Regions from separate parts of the Mus musculus genome. Here all the other regions are linked to region 2. A link is a contact called in public Hi-C and HiChIP or PLAC-seq data. All regions are on one chromosome and are shown on one strand. Each heading gives the region's core, a stretch centred on a gene start, on an enhancer-like site or on the middle of the called end of the contact. The rest is flanking DNA. Distances are from core to core; before and after follow the strand shown.

The links. A called contact is a pair of places that touch in the nucleus more often than the background predicts. HiChIP or PLAC-seq counts read pairs in DNA pulled down with a chosen protein or histone mark.
Region 1: a Hi-C map of CD8 T cells shows a contact between it and region 2, with 6 times the contacts expected there. The contact joins the promoter of Mbd3 here to the promoter of Tle5 in region 2.
Region 3: a contact with region 2 is called in an H3K4me3 HiChIP or PLAC-seq map of embryonic limb bud, with 5 times the contacts expected there. The contact joins the promoter of 1190007I07Rik here to the promoter of Tle5 in region 2. A contact is called at or near these places in 2 of 39 promoter capture datasets (cranial neural crest and pre-B cells), 2 of 484 Hi-C or Micro-C datasets (both in B cells) and 3 of 115 datasets of contacts at active chromatin or transcription factors (astrocytes, embryonic limb bud and embryonic stem cells).

What each region holds. Positions count from the first base shown.
Region 1 is chr10:80,397,850-80,400,805 of GRCm38.p6, reverse strand. It overlaps Mbd3 (methyl-CpG binding domain protein 3), which reads left to right and starts at 1,275. Exons shown (of 7, transcript NM_001306143.1): 1 at 1,275-1,588. The coding sequence starts at 1,575.
Region 2 is chr10:81,557,863-81,561,083 of GRCm38.p6, reverse strand. It overlaps Tle5 (TLE family member 5, transcriptional modulator), which reads right to left and starts at 1,640. Exons shown (of 7, transcript NM_010347.4): 1 at 1,416-1,640. The coding sequence starts at 1,442.
Region 3 is chr10:82,621,909-82,624,735 of GRCm38.p6, reverse strand. It overlaps 1190007I07Rik (RIKEN cDNA 1190007I07 gene), which reads left to right and starts at 1,508. Exons shown (of 3, transcript NM_001135567.1): 1 at 1,508-1,771; 2 at 1,912-2,028. The coding sequence starts at 1,921.

The sequences.
Region 1 (2,956 bases), core at 26-2,525, 1.2 Mb after region 2:
AGCCTCCATGTCCCCCTGACCTTCTTCACTGTGATCTGATCTCTCCTCCTGATCTGGGGACCCAAATCCTAGCTCATAAAATACAGTTCCTGAGCTCCAAAAATTGCAGGCAAGACAAAGATCTTTAAATGTGTTGTGATTTCACCTCATGATCCCTTGGCAGCTCTCCTTGTCAGGGAGGGTCCCCTTTCAAAGAGAGGTCTTCCAGGTACTGTATAATGGAAGCCTGGGTGAGAAGGTAGTTGGCCTTCAGGCATGTTCCCTGGGTAAGTCTGGCTGGGCCTGAGTGGCAAAGCAGCCGACAGTACCAAGCAGGAGTAAGTGACCCCCCAGCTCCCTGTCCTCAGGGCTGCGGTAGACAAGGGGCGATAGTGCGAGTGACTCCATTCACTAACTTAGAAACCAGTTTTTGGTTTTGTTCTTCCTTCTGATGCTGGATCTAGTAAACTCCAAGCTGGTCTTGAAGTGCTTGATCCTCCTTCCTCCACTATCCCAGTGCTGAGATGGCAAGCACGTGCCACTATTCCTGGCCTGATTTTAGGGTATTGCTGTGTGGCCCAGGCTGGCCAGGAATGTTCTAAATAGGTTCGTGAGCCATCAAACTCAGGCTGGGGTGCAGCCTAACGGCAGAAAGTCTACCACGTGTAAGGTTCTGCTTTCTATTTTCAGTACTGCTGCAAAGAACAAACTTCTTAAATAGTTCTTGGTGAAGCCGGGAGTGGTGGTGCATTTCTGTCCTCGCAGTAACGCAATAGAGGCTGGGGCTGGAACAGCCGAGAGGCCAGAACGAAACGCAGAGGGAAGCAGGACTGCGTCGAAGGCCCCGAGTTGTACTCGATCTTTTTCACAAAGCCCAGGCGGGTCCCTGACAAACGCACACTGCGCAGGTGCAGCCCAGCGCGACCCCAGGACCAGGACGGCAGCTCGGGCGAAACTGCTCCAGCTTGGTACAGACCAGGTGCAGCACACACTGTGCTTCCGGAGTCTAGAGCGCAAACGCAATGGTTGTCCCACCCCGGCCACGCTGATTGGCTGTCCTTGTCTCAGAGCAGATTTATATGAGAAGTTAAGCACAGAACGAGGTTCTGAGCGCTGATTGGTCTCCATGCCCTGTGGGCGTCTCCCGCAAGGCGGGACGTAGCCAACTGTGCATTTTAAGCCGAGGAGCTGAAGTGATCTGATTGGCTTCACAGCCTTGGGGCGGGTCTTGAAGGCAAGCGAAGGCTGGGTCGGGGCCGCGGCTGCGCAGAGAGTCTGGACGGCAGTCAGACTGGTCCTGCGAGCGCGAAGGGGCGGGGCCGACTCCACGCCTGCGCAGACGAGCCCCACGCGCGGGCGGGTGGGCGGAGCGGCCCCCCTAGCGGGGGCTGTGAAGCGCGGGGAGGGGGCCGAGCGGGTGGCGAAGCCGGCGCGCGCCCGGCTGGGGGCGGAGGGCGGAGGCCCGTGGGACAGAACAGCTGCGGCGAGTGGCGGCGGCGGAGGGAGCCGAATCGGCGACGAGCCCGGGGGTCGCAACTTGCAGAAGCGGCGGCGGCGGCGGCATCGGCCACGGCGGGCGGAAAAGCCGGGGCGCAATGGAGCGGAAGAGGTGGGAGTGCCCGGCGCTCCCGCAGGGCTGGGAAAGGGAAGAAGTGCCCAGGAGGTCGGGGCTGTCGGCCGGCCACAGGGATGTCTTTTACTATAGGTGAATGAGCGCGCCGGCCGCGCAGGGCCCCAACGGGCGCCTCCCAGCGGCCTCTGCGGCGGCCTGGGCGCCCCGACTGCGGGCCGCGGTCTGGGCCGGGCGACGTGCGTCCGAGCGTGCGTCCGAGCGTGCGTCCTACGTGCCAGCTGTGGTCAGTGCGCACGCGCCGGCCATGGCTCGCCTCAGCGCGCATGCGTTGAACCCAGTGCCTTGCCTTTTGCTGATCCGCGCCACCCAGCGCTGCTGTGAGTGCGCGTGCGCCACGCCTGCAGCCAAGGCTTCAGCCTCGTGGCTTTTAGCCCGCCTGTGGCGCGGGCTTTTGTCCTCCAAGGAATCGGGGACCGTGCGCGCCGTGCGAGGGGCGCCCGGGCCTTGGCCAGACGCCGCTGGGAAGCGGGGGTGGGAGGGGGATGGGCTGACCCTTTGACCCTCGCGGGGACTTTATCATGGTTTCGGGAAGCAAGGGAACTGCCCCAGGTGGCCTGATCCCCTCACCTGCATAAATTTGGGTTTGGCTTCTTGTTCAGCAAAATGTCCCCCATTTTTATGGCGTTTCCAAAGCCCTTGCTCTTCTTGAGCGGTGGCCCCAAATGTAACATCACAGTGGCTTCTGACTAATGTGAATGTGGTTTTTGTGTGCAAGACTTTTTTATGAATAAGTCTGCTCTTTAAAAAATATTTTAAATTTTTTATTTATTTAATGCATGAGTGCTCTGCCTGCTTGAAGAGAGAGCATCAGATCACCCAATAGAAGGTTGTGAGCCACCATGTGGTTGCTAGCAATTGAACTCATGACCTCTTAGCCAACTCTCCAGCCTTTTTTTTTTTTTTTTTTTTTTTTTTTTGAGGCAGCGTCTACATAGACCATATTTGCAACCTTTTAATCAGGGCAGTGAAAGCTGTCTATCTGAATAATAGCCAGGCAACCTACACCTGCTGTTCTTCCCCAGTTCTATCCCCAGTGGTGTGAATAGAATCCTGGGCCGCATGCATGCTGCCCTACGGCTGGAGCATCTACCTTTTTAGCCGACTGTAGTTGTCCCTACTCCACTGCACCCGGAATTGGGTGGTGCATTGTGAGTTGAACTGCCTGGCCCTTTGGTCTTAAGGAGTCGTGGGTTTTGGCAGTAAGGTTGGAAGCCAGGGCTAACTTGGGTTCCTTTCAGACTGCAAAGAGGGATGGGGTTGTTGCTTCTAATAGGTCTGCAGTAGGTAGGGTTTTTCCCAGTAGGGCTACATGCAAATGGTGCCCTGTGTGCATGGGACTTCCTC
Region 2 (3,221 bases), core at 391-2,890:
TGGGGCGGGGTGCACCTCTGTCCTCCAGATGCTCCCAGAGGAATTCCCCAGAAAGCCCCTCTAAGTCAATCAGGGTGGCACAGGCCTCCCTTCAAAGCCGGCATGGAAGAGGCACCTAACTTACCACCCTACATTTCCTGGGAGTACCCCCATCACACCTGTTTCCTCACGGGTGTGCTCTTCAGGAAGGGACCCCCCCAAAGCTGCCCAGGCCCCAGCCAAAGCCACAGAGAAATCATGGCCTGGGAGTTAGGGAGAGCTGGAAGCTGGGGGGCTGGGGAGCGAGGGGGGTGGGATATGTACAGGGCCGGCATCTGAGGGCACTGGGTCAGGAGTTAGGGTGTAAGATCTCGGATCTGGGGAGCAAGGCTAGGGGCAGGGTGTGGGGAGCAAGGCCACTGGGAGCTGGTGTGGGAGACGACAGATGGGCTTGGACATGAGAGGGACGGAGCCTAGTGCTGGGGGGGCGGGGGGTGGGAAGACTGCGGGGTATCCGGCTCCGGACAAGGGAGCACTGGACATTATACGGGCACAGGGTCTCCCCAACCCTAGTGCTGAGGGTGCAGGATGGGGGCTGGGAGGAGGAAGGCCGCTGGGGTGCGGGGCCTGCAGCTGGAGGAGGGACGCGGAGCCAGGCTGGGGGTGGCGCTGGGCCCGGATGGTGACGCCAGGCCCGACAGGGCTGGAGAGAGAGACAGGGGGTGCGGGAACTGTATTGGGGGGTAGAGGGCACCAGACTTGGGGCCAGGGCAGATCTGAGGTGGAAAGAAGTGCAGGGCCGAGGTGATGGTGGGTGCAGGGCCTTGGACTTGGTGGCAGGCCAGTCTGAAGCTCTTAGAGAGCTGGGCCTGGGGGGGGGGGGGTGCACCGAGGTGGGGATGCAAGATCTAGGGCTGGAGGACATGCGCGTCTGGGGTGAGGGGATGATGGGCTTGTGACTGGGGTGCTGCAGCTCTGGGCCTGAGCCCCAGGTCAGGAAGACAGGCCGAATGCGGCTGCAGTGGGGTGCGGGCTGATCCGGAGCCCGGGGGTGGGGGGTGGGGGTGGAAGAAGACCTTGGAGTCGGGTTGGGCGAGGTGTGGGGGAGGCGGTGAGGGGACTCAGGGCAGGGATCAAAGTTCAGGGATCCGGGCTGAAGGATGCAGTGCTGGACTGGTGGGGTGCGTAGGGTCTGGGTTGTGGGGTGCAAGGACCTTGGGGAAGAGCCCAGGGCTGGGGGGACAGAACAGGCCTGTGGGAGCTGGGGAAGCGTAGGGAGCCCCTGGGACAGGCCCTGGGCGGGGAGAGAGACGGGATCCGACCTAGAAGGGGTGCAGTGAGATGAGCTGGGGTGCAGGGTGAGCGCCGGAGGTGCAGTGAGCTGAGCTGGGGGTGCAGGGAGAGCTCTGGGGTGCAGTGCGCGGGGTTCCCCTTACCGAGTGCCGGCTTTGCGGAAACATCATGTCAGTCGCGGGGGGCGCGGGCTGCGCCCCGGCTCGGGCGGCTCGGGGGGCGCCGGGCGGCCGCGCTTTGTCCCCGATCGACAGCTCCGGGGCCCCGCGTCCCGCCTCCTGCGCCGCCCGCCGCCCGCCCGCGCCGCCCGCGCTATTGTGTAATGGCGACGCGGTGCCGCCCGGGCTCCCGCTCCACCTGCCGCGCCCGGCACTGCGCAGGCCCGGACGCCCCACCCGTGACCTTGGCCCCGCGCGCCCCGCCCCCGCCACGGCCCGGAACCCCAGCTGGAGGCCTGCCTCAGTGCCCCCCGCCCCCAGTCCCAAGGCCACAGACTCGCAGCCTGGACACCCAGGCTTCACGGTGGATTTATGGAGTGCCTACAGTGTGCTATGTCCTCTTTGGAGTCGGGAGGGTTGGCACGGCTGGGGGCCACACTGGGCAGTAGAGTGACACCTGTCCCACAGAGGTAGGATGGGGGCCCAGTCCTGTAATCTAATGACTGGGGTGCAGAGGCAAGAGGATCAAGAGTTCTCGGCCAGCCTGGGTTACCAGAGAGCCTGTCTTAAAACAACAAAAAGTAAGACATGGTTTGTTCTGGGGTACAAGACCTATTACCAGTGCTGGGTAGGTTGAGGTAGGTGGAAGCCAGCCTGATCTACACAGTGAATACAGCCTGGGCTATAGGAGCCCTTATCTCAAAACATGAAAAAGTTAAATCGGGCCACAGGAGGTGGTGGTGGCCGACACCTTTAATCCAAGCACTCAGGGCAGAGGCAGGTGGATCTCTGATTTGAGACCAGCCTGGTCTACATAGAGACTTCTGGGACAACCAGGGCTACAAAGAGAGACCTGTCTCATAAATAAAAGGTAAGAGTTCCCCAGGTCCTAGTGTGATCCCAACACTTGGGAAGCTGAGGCAGGAGGATTATCGAAAATTCAGCATCAACCTGTGACCCAGCTTACTGAGGTGAGACCTGTCCAAAAACAAAACAAAACAAAACAAAAACAAATGATTAAAACAAATATGCTGGTGTGGTAACACAAGCCTTTAATCTAAGCCCTTGGGAGGCAGAGGCAGGCAGATCTCTGTAAATTCAAGCCCACCTTGTGAGTTCCAGGGCAGCCAGGGCTCCATGAGCCCTGTCTTAAAAAATAATAAAAAATAAATAGGAGCCGGGCGTGGTGGCACACGCCTTTAATCCCAGCACTCGGGAGGCAGAGGCAGGTGGATCTCTGAGTTCGAGGCCAGCCTGGTCTACAAAGTGAGTTCCAGGACAGCCAGGGCTATACAGAGAAACCCTGTCTCGAAAAACTAAAAAAAATAATAATAATAATAATAATAATAAAATAAATAAAATAGTTCTTTGGGCCAATACTATTTACCCCAACACTTCAGAGCAAGCTGAGGCAGGAGGATTCCTACAATTTCAGGCTAGCTTGAGCTGTATAACAAGACCCTGTCTCAAACATTTCCTTACCTGAGACAGACAGAGACGAATATCACTGAGTGTCATACTCAAATGGCCACGAGGTTAGAGAGGAGAGGTTACAGTGGCCAGCCAAGCTCAGCCAGGCCATGGCTATGGCAAACCCCGGTGGGGAGAGATTGGGACCTCCCCTAGCCACAGAGGGCAGAGGAAGGTAAGAGGAAGCCTTAGAGACTGCAGGCCTCAAGAGACAGGACCAGGCCTCTGATTCTGGTATCCCGGAGGCAGGAGTCCACGCGGCTGCTCCTGATACCGACCCATATCCTGCTCACAGGACTTTTGGATAAGGGTCCCACTGTT
Region 3 (2,827 bases), core at 259-2,758, 1.1 Mb before region 2:
GAATTACATGCATGAGGGGATGTGTGGGTCCAGGCATGTGAGCACAGGTGCTCATGGGATCCAGAAGTTTGGAGCTAGAAATGGCTGTGAGTTTCCTGAGTGTTGCCAGTGTCCTTCTAGTCCTCTGCAAAAGCCCTACCCACTCTTAAAAGTTGAGCCATTTCTCATACCTATTTAAACCACCATGTTTAATTTACATGTTTAGTTCTGAGACAGGTACCTGGAAGTCGCCAATTGGGCTAAGCTCTAGTGAAGCAGAGACAAGCCGATCTCTTGGGTTCACTGGGCAGCTAACCTATCCTATTTTGGGAGCTCCAGGTCAATGAGACACCCAGTTTGGAAGAGGAATAAAAGGAAAAAGAGAGGAAAGGACAGTGCCTGAGATTCAATGCTCCTGAAGTTGTCCTTTGACCTCTAAATCGCATATGTGCCCACACATGAACAGTCACAGAAAACTTGGGCATAATGTTGATTGCCTTAGTTGTGGGTATAGTCTTCCAGATGTATACTTTCTGTGAGATTATTATATGTCAAACTTAATACCATTTAGTTAAAACTAATTTTTTTTATTATCATGAAGTTAAAAAAAAGCATGTGTGTGTGCCTGTGTGTGTGTAAGAAAAGAATTTACAGAGCTATCTCTGCTTCCATCATGTGGGGCTGGGGGAGCAAAATTGTGTAGTCAGGTTTAATGACAAATGCCCTCCACCCCCAATCCTGAGCAATTTTGTGCCCAGAGTTAAAAAAAAAAGTTATCACGATTCCTGTTACACAATGCTACCTTAATGCTTCAAAATTCTTGCAGTTTACTTAACAAAAATGAACCCACAATCAAAGCATGAACCCACAATCAAAAACACTCTCAGATTAAGTAAGGTGATTGGAGGTCTCTTTTCCAGTAAAACCATGACCCAAAGGTACTGTACCTGGGTGTGGCTCTGTGTAAAGTTTCAAAGAACCGCAGGAACCAGGAGAATAAAGCTTTGAGCTGCTCTCTCTAGAGCAGTGGTTCTCAACCTTCCTAATGCTTCCACCCTGCAACACCCTCAGGATTTTTTATTTAATACCCTTAGGCTGTGGTGAGCCTCAACAATACAATTTACTTTGTTGCTATTTTATAACAGTGATTTTGCTGTGACTTGTAAATATCTGATATACAGGAGATGTGATAGACGACTCCCAGAAAGCGGTCAGTGAGTCCTTCCAAAGGTGTCCGATTTGCAGGTTAAGAAGAGGAGCTGTAGTGTGACCTGCCCTTTGCCCTTGCAAGTGCTGTGCTGCGAAACCCCGCCTCTTCCTAACCACGTGGGACACGTGCAGTTTCCTTTGTGCGAAAGATCAAAGGATGCTGTAAACATCACAGTTGCCAGGAATGGCAAACGCAGGATTGGGACAGTGACCAACCAGGAGCTAGGATTCCAGGCTGGCTAAGGGGTGGAAACGGTCAATTCCCCCCCCCCCCCCCCGCCCAATTCCAGCCCCAAGTCCGTCAGAAACAATCGAGTGCGCCTGCGCGAGTATTGCCTCCGCTTTCCGCTCCGTCGCTGCGTCGGACCCTGTACTTTGGTTCCTGCCCGCTGGAGGTCCGTCCTGGTTCTAAAGCGACCCTGTGACCTGTCTCCCTGCGCGCGTGCACTCCGCGGTACAGTCTCGTGCGCGCATAGTCGTGGGAAGGAACGAGGGGCTCCAGCGTCTCCCTGAGTGGCTGAGGGAGCGAGGAACCGCCGAGCCCTCCTTCCCCTGCTCGGCGGGCGCAGGCTGCAGCTAGCAGGTGCCCCGCTCGCTGGTCGCGGGGGAGGAAGTTGCGGGGGCACCCGAGGTGGTGTTGCGACTCAGCCACCCAGGGTCAGCGGTCAGGCCATCTGAAGGCTACCCAGCCCTCTAACGCTGTGCCCTTTCCGTCCCCGCCAGCTCTCCACCATGCCCGGGGGCGTACCCTGGTCCGCCTACTTGAAAATGCTTTCCTCCAGCCTCCTGGCCATGTGCGCCGGGGCCCAGGTGGTGCATTGGTACTATCGGCCTGACCTGGTGAGTGCTGTAGGGCGCGTGCCCATCCTCGGGGTGAGACCCTCGCGTTCAGTCCACTTTGCTCAGTCCCTCTTGACTTTTAGATTGTCCCCAGTGTTTGGATACCTAGCTCGCTCTTAACACTCAAGAGTGTGTCTAATAGTTGTGGTGAGCCAGCCTGGTCTACAGAGCGAGTTCCAGGGCATCCGGGGCTACACAGAGAAACTGTATCGCGGGAGTGGGATATCTATATCTATATCTAAATCTATATCTATCTATATGCTTATAGATAGATATATGCATATCTTAGTGAAACAGAAAGTGTCACGAACTTTCAATGGAAATGCAGTTTTGTGTCTCGTTTCTGCAGGAGTAGTTGCCTGCCGCACTTTACCGAGGAAATAATGCCTAGAATTTGATCCTGTGAGGTTGACTTGATTCATCTCATTACTATTGGAGATGTGCAAGGGTTGTTACCAGCAGCTACCTGTAGTTGGGGAGAAAGCAAAACAAAACCAGTCTCTAAAATGAGCGGTACTAAGGGTCCTAGGCCACCTCAGACTGGTTAGTAGAGAATCTTTACTGATAGGCGTAGAGGCCAAGGTGGCTGGCTGCTATAGGATGCTGAATGCTTTCCTATTATTTAAGGGATTTATGTCCATTACCTACCTTGTCTTTTGCAATTATTCCAGCCACCACTGTTATAACTGAAAGGTTTGGGGAGAGAGCAGAGGAAAGGAGACCGTGGTGGCTGCCCAAAGTTGGCACTCAGTGCTGCCTTAGGGAGAACAGCTAAGATGCTTTGTTTTAGGTGTCCAGC